Linked DNA regions of Ovis aries: all the other regions are linked to region 2. The links are chromatin contacts, called in public Hi-C maps. All regions are on one chromosome and are shown on one strand. Each heading gives the region's core, a stretch centred on a gene start, on an enhancer-like site or on the middle of the called end of the contact. The rest is flanking DNA. Distances are from core to core; before and after follow the strand shown.

The links. A called contact is a pair of places that touch in the nucleus more often than the background predicts.
Region 1: a contact with region 2 is called in a Hi-C map of tail adipose tissue, with 7 times the contacts expected there. The contact joins two enhancer-like sites. A contact is called at or near these places in 7 of 16 Hi-C or Micro-C datasets (liver, mesenteric adipose tissue, muscle and 3 more).
Region 3: a contact with region 2 is called in a Hi-C map of tail adipose tissue, with 7 times the contacts expected there. The contact joins two enhancer-like sites. A contact is called at or near these places in 3 of 16 Hi-C or Micro-C datasets (omental adipose tissue and tail adipose tissue).

The regions. Positions count from the first base shown.
Region 1 is chr6:94,417,985-94,421,043 of ARS-UI_Ramb_v3.0, reverse strand. No RefSeq gene overlaps it. Among named protein-coding and RNA genes, the nearest start is that of PAQR3, 24 kb to the right of the region's middle. Within about 2 kb of position 1,258, at least 8 of the 54 cell types and tissues checked have an H3K27ac peak or open chromatin away from gene starts, as enhancers often do. A contact at or near this core is called in tail adipose tissue, where this site is marked.
Region 2 is chr6:94,989,525-94,992,690 of ARS-UI_Ramb_v3.0, reverse strand. No RefSeq gene overlaps it. Among named protein-coding and RNA genes, the nearest start is that of GK2, 140 kb to the right of the region's middle. Within about 2 kb of position 1,575, at least 3 of the 54 cell types and tissues checked have an H3K27ac peak or open chromatin away from gene starts, as enhancers often do. A contact at or near this core is called in tail adipose tissue, where this site is marked.
Region 3 is chr6:95,611,108-95,614,463 of ARS-UI_Ramb_v3.0, reverse strand. No RefSeq gene overlaps it. Among named protein-coding and RNA genes, the nearest start is that of PRDM8, 27 kb to the right of the region's middle. Within about 2 kb of position 1,908, at least 3 of the 54 cell types and tissues checked have an H3K27ac peak or open chromatin away from gene starts, as enhancers often do. A contact at or near this core is called in tail adipose tissue, where this site is marked.

The DNA.
Region 1 (3,059 bases), core at 9-2,508, 570 kb after region 2:
GAAGGACTGATGCTGAAGCTGAAACTCCAATACTTTGGCCACCTCATGTGAAGAATTGACTCATTGGAAAAGACCCTGATGCTGGGAGAGATTGGGGGCAGGAGGAAAAGGGGACAACAGAAGATGAGATGGCTGGATGGCATCACCGACTCGATGGACATGAGTTTGAGTGAACTCCGGGAGTTAGTGATGGACAAGGAGGCCTGGTGTGCTGCGATTCATGGGGTCACAAAGAGTCGGACATGACTGAACGACTGAACTGAAACTGGGAACTGGAAGCTCAGCTTGGCCAACATTCAGGCTGGTTCCTTGCATCTCTGATTCTTAGTGAAGTCGCTCAGTCGTGTCCGACTCTTTGCAACCCCATGGACTGTAGCCTACCAGGCCCCTCCATTCATGGGATTTTCCAGGCAATAGTACTGGAGTGGATTGCCATTTCCTTCTTCAGGGGATCTTCCCAACACAGGGATTGAACCCAGATCTCCTGCATTGTAGACAGACGCTTTACTGTCTGAGCCACTCTGATTCATGGACCAAGCCAAAGGGCTGTTGCTACCTATGACCTGTTCTTCTCATGGCAGATTGCAGGTGCTTAAGAGAGGCAGAAGGAAGCTTGCCATGCCTCTTAAAGCCCTGGCTCAAAGCCAGCACACTGTAGCTTCTATGATAAACAGAGACAATAACTCACAAAACCAAACTTATAATCCACATTGCCCTTCTAAAATCCCTAGCAGTGCCCCTAATCAAACCAATCCCTATCTTTGATATTTCCTATTTCTTCAGGATAATCTGTATTTATTAATAACAACAGTAGCATGGGTATTTAACAAATTTGGTTTCCATATTCACATTCTGAATCCTTTGAGGTATCGCTTCATCATCTTCTTGGTACTGAAATTTGACTATTGAACACAACTTGAATTTTGCTTCATTAACCAGACCATTTGTTCTTATTAACACCCCCAGAGATAAAGGGCATCTAGAGAAATGCAGAACTCCACGTACGATGCATTCATGAACTGGAATTCAAAGTTCCTAAGCAATAGGGTTCTCGATACCAAGAATAGCCTAGCTGTTCCCTAGCCTTCTTCCAAGCCCCATGTGTTTGCTTAGTTAACACACTCAACTTTTTTTTTTTCTTTTTACCACTGCCAGCATTGCAAAGTCAAAATAGCTGTGGAGGAACAAGCTGTTCTGCCTCATGTCTCATCAACATTCCTTGCTCAGTGTATCAAAACACAGAGAGCACACAGCGCAAAGGCAACAACTCTAAAAAGTTCCCTATTGGGGATTTGCTTCCTGTGAAACTATCCACAGCTGCCTACTCAGAACAGAAGAAGAAAGGTGGGTCTCCCAGTTAAATCGAAATGAAGTCACAGCAAGCAAGTATGGATTAGTCTCACTGTGTTACTTGAAAAACAAAAATCATTATGTAGGCCCGCATGAACTAACAGCAAGTTAAAACGTGCACAAAGTTTTCTTTCCAAAGAATCAATTTAAAATTATTCAGTTCAGTTCAGTTCAGTCGCTCAGTTGTATCCGACTCTTTGCAACCCCATAGACTGCAGTACACTGGGCTTCCCTGTCCATCCCAGCTCCCAGAGCTTGCGTAAACTCATGCCCATTGAGTCGGTGATGCCATCCAACCATCTCATTTTCTGTTGTCCCATTCTCCTCCTGCCTTCAGTCTTTCTCAGCATCAGAGCCTTTTCCAATGAGTCAGTTCTTCACATCAGGTGGCCAAAGCATTGGAGCTTCAGCTCCAGCATCAGTCCCCTCAATGAATATTCAGGACTGATTTCCTTTAGGATTGACTAGTTTGATCTCCTTGCTGTCCAAGGGACTCTCAAGAGTCTTCTCCAACACCACACTTCAAAAGCATCAGTTCTTCGGCACTCAGCTTTCTTTATGGTCCAACTCTCACATCCATACATGACTACTGGAAAAACTATAGCTTTGACTAGATGGACCTTTGTCAGTAATGTCTCTGCTTTTTAAAGTGCTATCAAGGTTAGTCATAGCTTTTCTTCCAAGAAGCAAGTGTCTTTTAATTTCAGGGCTGCAGTCACCATCTGCAGTGATTTTGGAGCCCAAAAAAATAAAGTCTGTCACTGTTTCCATTGTTTCCCCACTATTTGCCAAGAAGTGATGTTAGGGGAAGTTATATCTGAAAGTTCTTTTTTTTTTTAAAGTCACTAAGCCAACATTATAACCCAAATCACCTTACAAGCCTCAGAAGGATGTTCATTTCAAATAGCAGTCATCCTATGCCAAGTACATAAGTCCATTTAAAGAAAGCTAGGAAGAAAGATTGATAAGATGATCACTGCCATTTTCATTCAGGCCACAGTTAAGCTAATCAACTTTGCCTTTAAGACAGAAAAAAAATCAATAGGAGAAAGACTAATCTATTTTTCCATATTTGAACATATGCATGCATGCACGCTCAGTCACATCCAACTCTGTGCGACCCCATGAACTGTAGCCCACGAGGCTTCACTGTCTATGGAATTTTCCAGTGGGTTACTGGAAAATACTGGAGTGGGTTGCTATTTCTTACTCCAGGGGATCTTCTTCACCCAGGGATGGAACCCACATCTCCTGCATTAGCAGGCAGATTCTTTACTACTGCACCACCTGGATAGCCCATTTGAACATATATAAAATTAAATATTCAATTTATAGTCTTTCTCTTATACATGATCTTATAATTCAATGAATATATATACCAACAAAATAGTTTCTATTAATATACATAGTTAAACATGAACTTCTAATTTAACATGACAATGGTTCAGAGTTAGAATTAGGATAACACTTGAACTAATACTTAATAATTACCAATATTATAGTTTACAGAGGAGTCACAATGAAAATAGCCAGAGAGAACATTTGTGAGATGGTAGTGATTTTTTTAGAATACTGGCAAGAAGTTGTTGCCTTCCCAATAAAAGCCAAGGTGATCTAAACCACCAGTCCCTTTTACCCCTGCTTCTACCTTCCTACATCATACAGAAGAAAACTTTCCCTGGCATTCTTTCCAAACAGCTATCGTAAAC
Region 2 (3,166 bases), core at 326-2,825:
TTTCATTGATTTAAATGATTGAAGGGTTAAACTATATTTTGCAAAAACACAAAATTAGAAATCAGATATCTAAACACAAAAAGAGCTATTAATATATAACCATATTATATTTGACTATATATGGATCTTAATGTATAACTAGGCTGGCCAGAGTAATATGATTTAATTATGTATATTAAAATATAGTCCATTTAAATATGCTCATAAGAATTAGTTCCAATTGTCACTCTGAAAACTGTCTTTCCTGTTTGGGAAAAATGTGTCAAATAATACAGCCAACAGGGAAAAATAATGTCTGGTGAACCAAAGTACTGTAACAGACAAATGCTTTTTTGATCTCTGTCACACATTTTCATTAGAGTCATGCAGACATTTGTGGTCTAATTGTGTTATGGCAAAAGCACCTTTATATTAAAAGGTTGAAGAGTAAATATAGATGTGCTTTTAAATATTAACAGCTGAAGGCTTTTTACAGAAAGTTAAATTGTATGACTGGCATCTATGGTTCCTTTAAAAAAATTTTTCATGGTCTAAAAAAGAAGTAAACAAAATGTCTGGCCTTTTGGAAGATACACAAGCGATACACTCGGTAAACTCGCTAGTTTACCTTTAATATCATTTCTAATCAGTAGAGGGCGCCCTCGTCTATACAAGACACGCATTACAAATGCAGCTTGTCCATGCAGCCAGTCACACGTCGTGCACCCGCATGCATACATACACACACACTCTCTAACACACACCATCCAGATTAATAAAGCTGCCATTTTTCATTGTTTTCAAATCACCTTTAATATCAGTTGATTTTAAAGCTTGGGGAAAGGAACGCATAGGCAGCACCCACTGGCAATATGTTAGAACATTTCTCTACCTAAAAATACTGATAGGTGTTTACAAGTTTCCTTCATTTCACTGTGACATTCCTCAGCTCTGATGTGCATTTGGCTGCTTTCCTGAATTCACACATCTCTGTTTGCTCATGTGCTTGTGCATTTTGCAGAAGTGTCACTACCCAAGCTTTGCAAACTAACTAAATCTTCTAAGTGATGCTGCTGAGGCTGTGTCTTTATTATGCCCTCCAAAACCTAAGAGTCAGGAAAACAAAAAACCTGTCCAACTAGTGATGTTTGCTTTTGATAGAAGTCCCTGAGCCCAGCTGTATTTTTCTCCCACTGAAAAATAGATGAAGACATCCTAACTGGGTTGACTTTTATTTAGGAGGTTTATTTTTTTCTCTCTCTCTCCTTGGCCTGTAGGCTAGCTGATTCACTGATCCATAACAAAAATGCCAAAACTATGAAAACCCCACTGGGGCAGAAATTTGTAACAGAAAGGGAATTTCTGGCAGGGTTGGAGTAATCTCGGGCTGCATCCCCAGGCCAGTTTTTGTGATATAGTTAAAAACTGGCTGTGCTGACAATGGAATCAACTGTTTAAACATCTTGCTGATTGTTGTCATGGCCCAATAGATGCTTAAAAGCATTGGTTTTCATGGACTGCTGGTGGAAACCTCTTATATCCAGCTGATCCTAGGTTATGACTCATATATTTTCTCAGCAGCCAGATCCAAGAATTCACTTGCATGCTCTTAGACAGACAGAATAGAGACCGTTTCTCCTGCTTTGTTGAACCACCCAGGCTTTTAAACCTTTCCTGCTCATTCTTGCTTCCAAGTACAACTGATTGTTTCTCTCTCCTTTGTGACCCTCCCAGGCTATCAATCTCTGTGATAATTTCACTTGCTGTTTGGGGTGTCTTATATTTCCACTGGCCACTCTAGCATGGAGTTTAAAAATGGGGGCATTTTGATAGTAATATGCTGTTTCATGCCCTCTATTCCAATTACTCTTGCCAAAGTCAAACCTGGGAAATGCTTTATCCCATCACTTAAATATTTCCGGTCGTTTCCAAAGATATCTGTCTCACATACTGATGAAAACAGTCAGATCTCTGATAATCAATGGATATTGTCATCCCTTCTGTTCAGGATTAGTAGAAACTCTACTATGTCAGGACTTCCCTGGTGGCTCAGACAGTAAGAAGTTCGCCTGAAATGTGGGAGACCTGGGTTCGATCCCAGGGTTGGGAAGATCCCCTGGAGGAGGAAATGGCCACCACTCCAGTATTCTTGCTTGGAAAATCCCATGGATAGAGGAGCCTGGCAGGCTACAGTCCACAGGGTCGCAAAGAGTCAGACATGACTGAGCAACTTCACTTTCTTTCTTTCTATTGTGCCAGAGATCTAAACCTTGCTTGATTATTCAGATGGGCTGCCACTGAAGCCCGTATTTTGATCCTCATCTCTAAAGCCTGTGTTGCTCCATCAGTTGATTACAAAACTGGAGTGGGAAGGAAGAAACACGACTAATCATAATTACTGTACCTCCCCTGCCTCTGTAGCCATGTAACACTATCCTCAGGGAGAAATGAAGGTTCAGCATTAGTAAGTGGCAGTCCCAGAATTCAAATCCAGGTCTTCTTAACTCTAAATTCTGTCCTTGTTTTGCAATTCCTATAATATGAGATAAGAAATTTATCCTTGCAAAGCAAGGATTCATAGCTAGATGAGTATGCCTCTGCTTACAAAACATGAGATAAAATATAATGACTTTACAGACTGAGATGAGGCCAATCTCAAGATATAATTCTAAACAAAGCCCAAGCTCTTTGTTTGGCATTCAAAGTCACTCATTCTATATGACCACCGTCCCCTACTGCACACTCCTGTGTTCTGATGGATGTTTGTTTACTCAGTAAGGCATGCCAAGTCCTTGCTCTGGGCCTTGGCTCATGCTGGTCCTCTCACATTTCCTTCATTCTAACTCCTCTTCAACCACTTGATTTTCACTCATACTTCAGGATCTTGCTCTTAAAGGACTCCTCCATTTACCTTCAGCTTTCTTTGCTGTTCTTGAAAAGCTATTGTTATAAGCTTCTTATTTTGCATTGATACATAGTCTCATATTATTCGGGAATTTTGCAAATGCATATGCTATTTTCAGTTTCTGTGGTGGCTCAGTGGTGAAGAATCCACCTGCCAATGCGTGAGACACAGGTTGGATCCCTGGACTGGGAAGATTCCCCGAAGATGGAAATGGCAACCCACTCCAGTATTCTTGCCTGGGAAATCCCATGGACAGAGGAGCCTGGTGGGCTACAGTCCATG
Region 3 (3,356 bases), core at 659-3,158, 620 kb before region 2:
CTAGAATTACCTAATGATTATTTAAAATACAAGAGTCTCATGTTTGTTGTTGTTGTTCAGTCACTAAGTCAGGTTCAACGCTTTGCAACTCCATGGGCTGCAGCAGGTGAGGTCCCTCTGTTCTCCACTATCTCCCGGAGTTTGCTCAAATTCATGTCCATTGAGTCGATGATGCTATCTAAACATCTCATCCTCTGCAGCCCCTTCTCATGAAATCTACCCAATTTCTAGAGATGAGTTTGAGAATCTGCATTTTTCACAGCTATCTAGGTGATTTAATGAGATCACTCCTGCTAGGGTCTCTGTAATGTCTGAAGTTATTACAGAAGTTGTTACCTGAGGTCCCCTTTTTCTCAGTTTCCTTACATGATTTTTCCAGTTGCCCATGCTCCTGGGTCCCTGAGTTCAGTTCAGTTCAGTTCAGTTCAGTTTCTCAGTCGTGTCCAACGCTTTGTGACCCTGTGGAATGCAGCATACCAGGCATCCCTGTCCATCACCAACTCTGGGCGCCTACTCAAACTCATCACGTCCATCAGGTCAGTGATGCCATCCAACCATCTCATCCTCTGTCATCCCCTTTTCCTTCCGCCTTCAATCTTTCTCAGAATCAGGGTCTTTTCCAATGAGTTTGTTCTTCACATCAGGTGGCCAAAGTATCGGTCCCTGAGTAGGCTGTCATAAACAGTTGATATGACAAAGACTCTGAAACTGTACTTATTAAAATTTAAATTTTTTCTTCTGCAGTGTGTTCAAAGAAAAGCCACCATCCCCTAAAAAAGAGAGAGTTGTGCTATCTGCAGTCCCAAGTCCCTGTTTTTGAGCTGTTATAAAATTGGCTTAATACCAAAGAAGATGTATTTTGACTATTGGAAAGATTTAAGAAATTCAGATGTGAGCTTCTGGCAATCATGTAACTTGATGAAACTTGTCTTATACCATGTCATTCCCTTTACTATGCACAGAGTTAGTTTTTTACCGTTCCCTTTACTATGCATGGAGTTAGATGTTTGAAAGGTAGGTTTTCTAAATATCTCCCTGGTTTTTAAGTTTAGGCATGTTTGGAGGCTTAATAAACACTTTCAAGTGCAGTCTCAAAATCAAAGATCTCTAATCTGAAAGCAGTTTCAGGCATTATCACCCCCAGAAGGGGAGTACCTCTACATACCAATGCCTCATCTTTCCTTAGGTTGTTCCAAAATTAGAAATTAAGACCCAAAATGCAAATGGGGTAAAAGAAATGCTTTCAAATAAATTCAAACTTTTTTGTCTTCATACTGATTCATACTGGTGGGAATTTTCTGTACCATCTCTTTGCTGGAGGGGAAAGGACTAAGGGAGATCTGACAAAGTCAAATGGCAGAAGCAACTGAGGATGAAGCATTCTGAGATGGAATTCAGAGAGCAGATTATATGTCCATAAAGATAAACTTCATGGCATTCGCTATTGACTCCTATCCAGCCCTGCTAAAGTAAACAGTTTAACTTACACTTTCTCCAAAATATTTTAATGTACAAGTCTAAGTGACTCCTCTTTCTAGGAGAGACCCTGCAGGGATATTCCTTTCCTTTTCTTTTCTCCACCTTCACTTGGCTCCTACACTGGAACCTCTGAACCTAGAGGAGCCTATGGATACTTGGATTTTTCTAACTGTGATCTGCATCGTTTTGAGGGCTGGGTGTCGCTGTTTGGCTATGTTTTCCTTTTACAAAGACCCAGTAAAATCTGGCCAGAGGGAAAAACAGATCTTAATTCAATTGTTTTGGAGGGAAAAAGTCATCAAATGCTTCTTTTTTTTTTTAAGTTTCACACGTCACCAAAAAATTACTAAACACAGAAAAAGCTACTTTGAGTTCTACAAGCAATGGTGTAACACAGGCACACCCAATCGAGATGAATCCCTGAAGAAAAGTATAATCACACTACATTTTTCCAGATTCCAACCCCCACAGCTGATGTACTCTGGGATGTTGCTCAAGCGTGGGACTGTTTTCCGGATTTCTCCCCTAAAACCCACATCCCTGCCTTTCTTCAGAAAAAAAAAAAAAAAAGCAAAAACAAAAAAATGATGGGGACAAAAGAAATTTGGAATCAATGGCTAAACATCTGAAAAGAAGTGAAGGGCCAAAGATCTGATAGAGTTAGTCTCTCTTCTCTTGTGGTTTTTTTCCCTTCCAAATCTCATTCCTATTCTTGGTTTACAAAGGCTCTTAATATTTCCTTGAAAAATTTATTCCTTGGAGAATTTGAGAAAGAAGATAGCATAGGCATCCATCCTTCAAGTCTCCATTTTAACAGAGGGGAAATGCACAATTAAATAATGCATGCTAGCTTAAAATACATTTAAAAACACTGAAAAACATAAGCTGGAGTCAGTTGTTCAATTGCTAAGTCACGTCCGACCCTCTGCGACCCCATGGACTGCAGCACTTCAGGCTTCTCTGTCTTTCACCAGTTCCCAGAGTTTGCTCAGACTCATGTCCACTGAGTTGGTGATGCCAACCAACCATCTCATTCTCTGTCATCCCCTTCTCCTCTTGTCTTCAATCTTTCTCGGCATCAGGGTCTCATATCCAATGAGTCGGCTGTTTTTATTAGGTGGCCAAAGTATTGGAGCTTCAGCTTCAGCATCAGTCCAAAACATGAGCTGGAGTCAGAGTTTCCCTCCAAGATATTGACTCATGGATTAGTATCATTCGTGGATCTCCATGATCTGCAGACCCAGAGTTGTCTTCATTAAGCACTAAGACATCTTTCTAAGCAAGATGCCATTTGTTACATGGTACTCAGGAAGAGAAATGGACTACTGTTCTGCATTTTGCTCATCTTTTCTACAGCAAGGGAAATGATAACTAGCCCTCCTCTTACAGCCGTTTTCACTCTTGGTGTTTTGTTTACACGTAACTTGTAAGTACTGGGAACATATTATACTTGCCATTTAAGATTATTCTGACTAAGACAATTAAAACTACATACCCTGGATGGATCTGTAAGCTTGCTTGATTTTACTTCTTGAATATTTTTTCAGTGACCCTTCTGTAAGTTTAGGACATAAGGAAGAAGCATTGAGTAGTTAAATACACATCCACAAAATCAAACTAGCTGTTACTCCCACCTCTGCTCAAAAATGAGCAAAGATCATTAAAGAAAGTCAAGGCCACAAAAGACTTCTTATAGAGGAAGGTACCTGAGGATTTCTTATAGAAGTTCCTGACCATCTGAGGAAGATAATTTGAGGCTAAAAGTACGCTTCTTTCACCAACTGGGAAGTCTATCACGTGTGATAGTATGAAAAGCTTCTACAGAGAATGATTTTATTTGCTTTTCAAGACACATCTATATGATAAGCTCCCAGGTA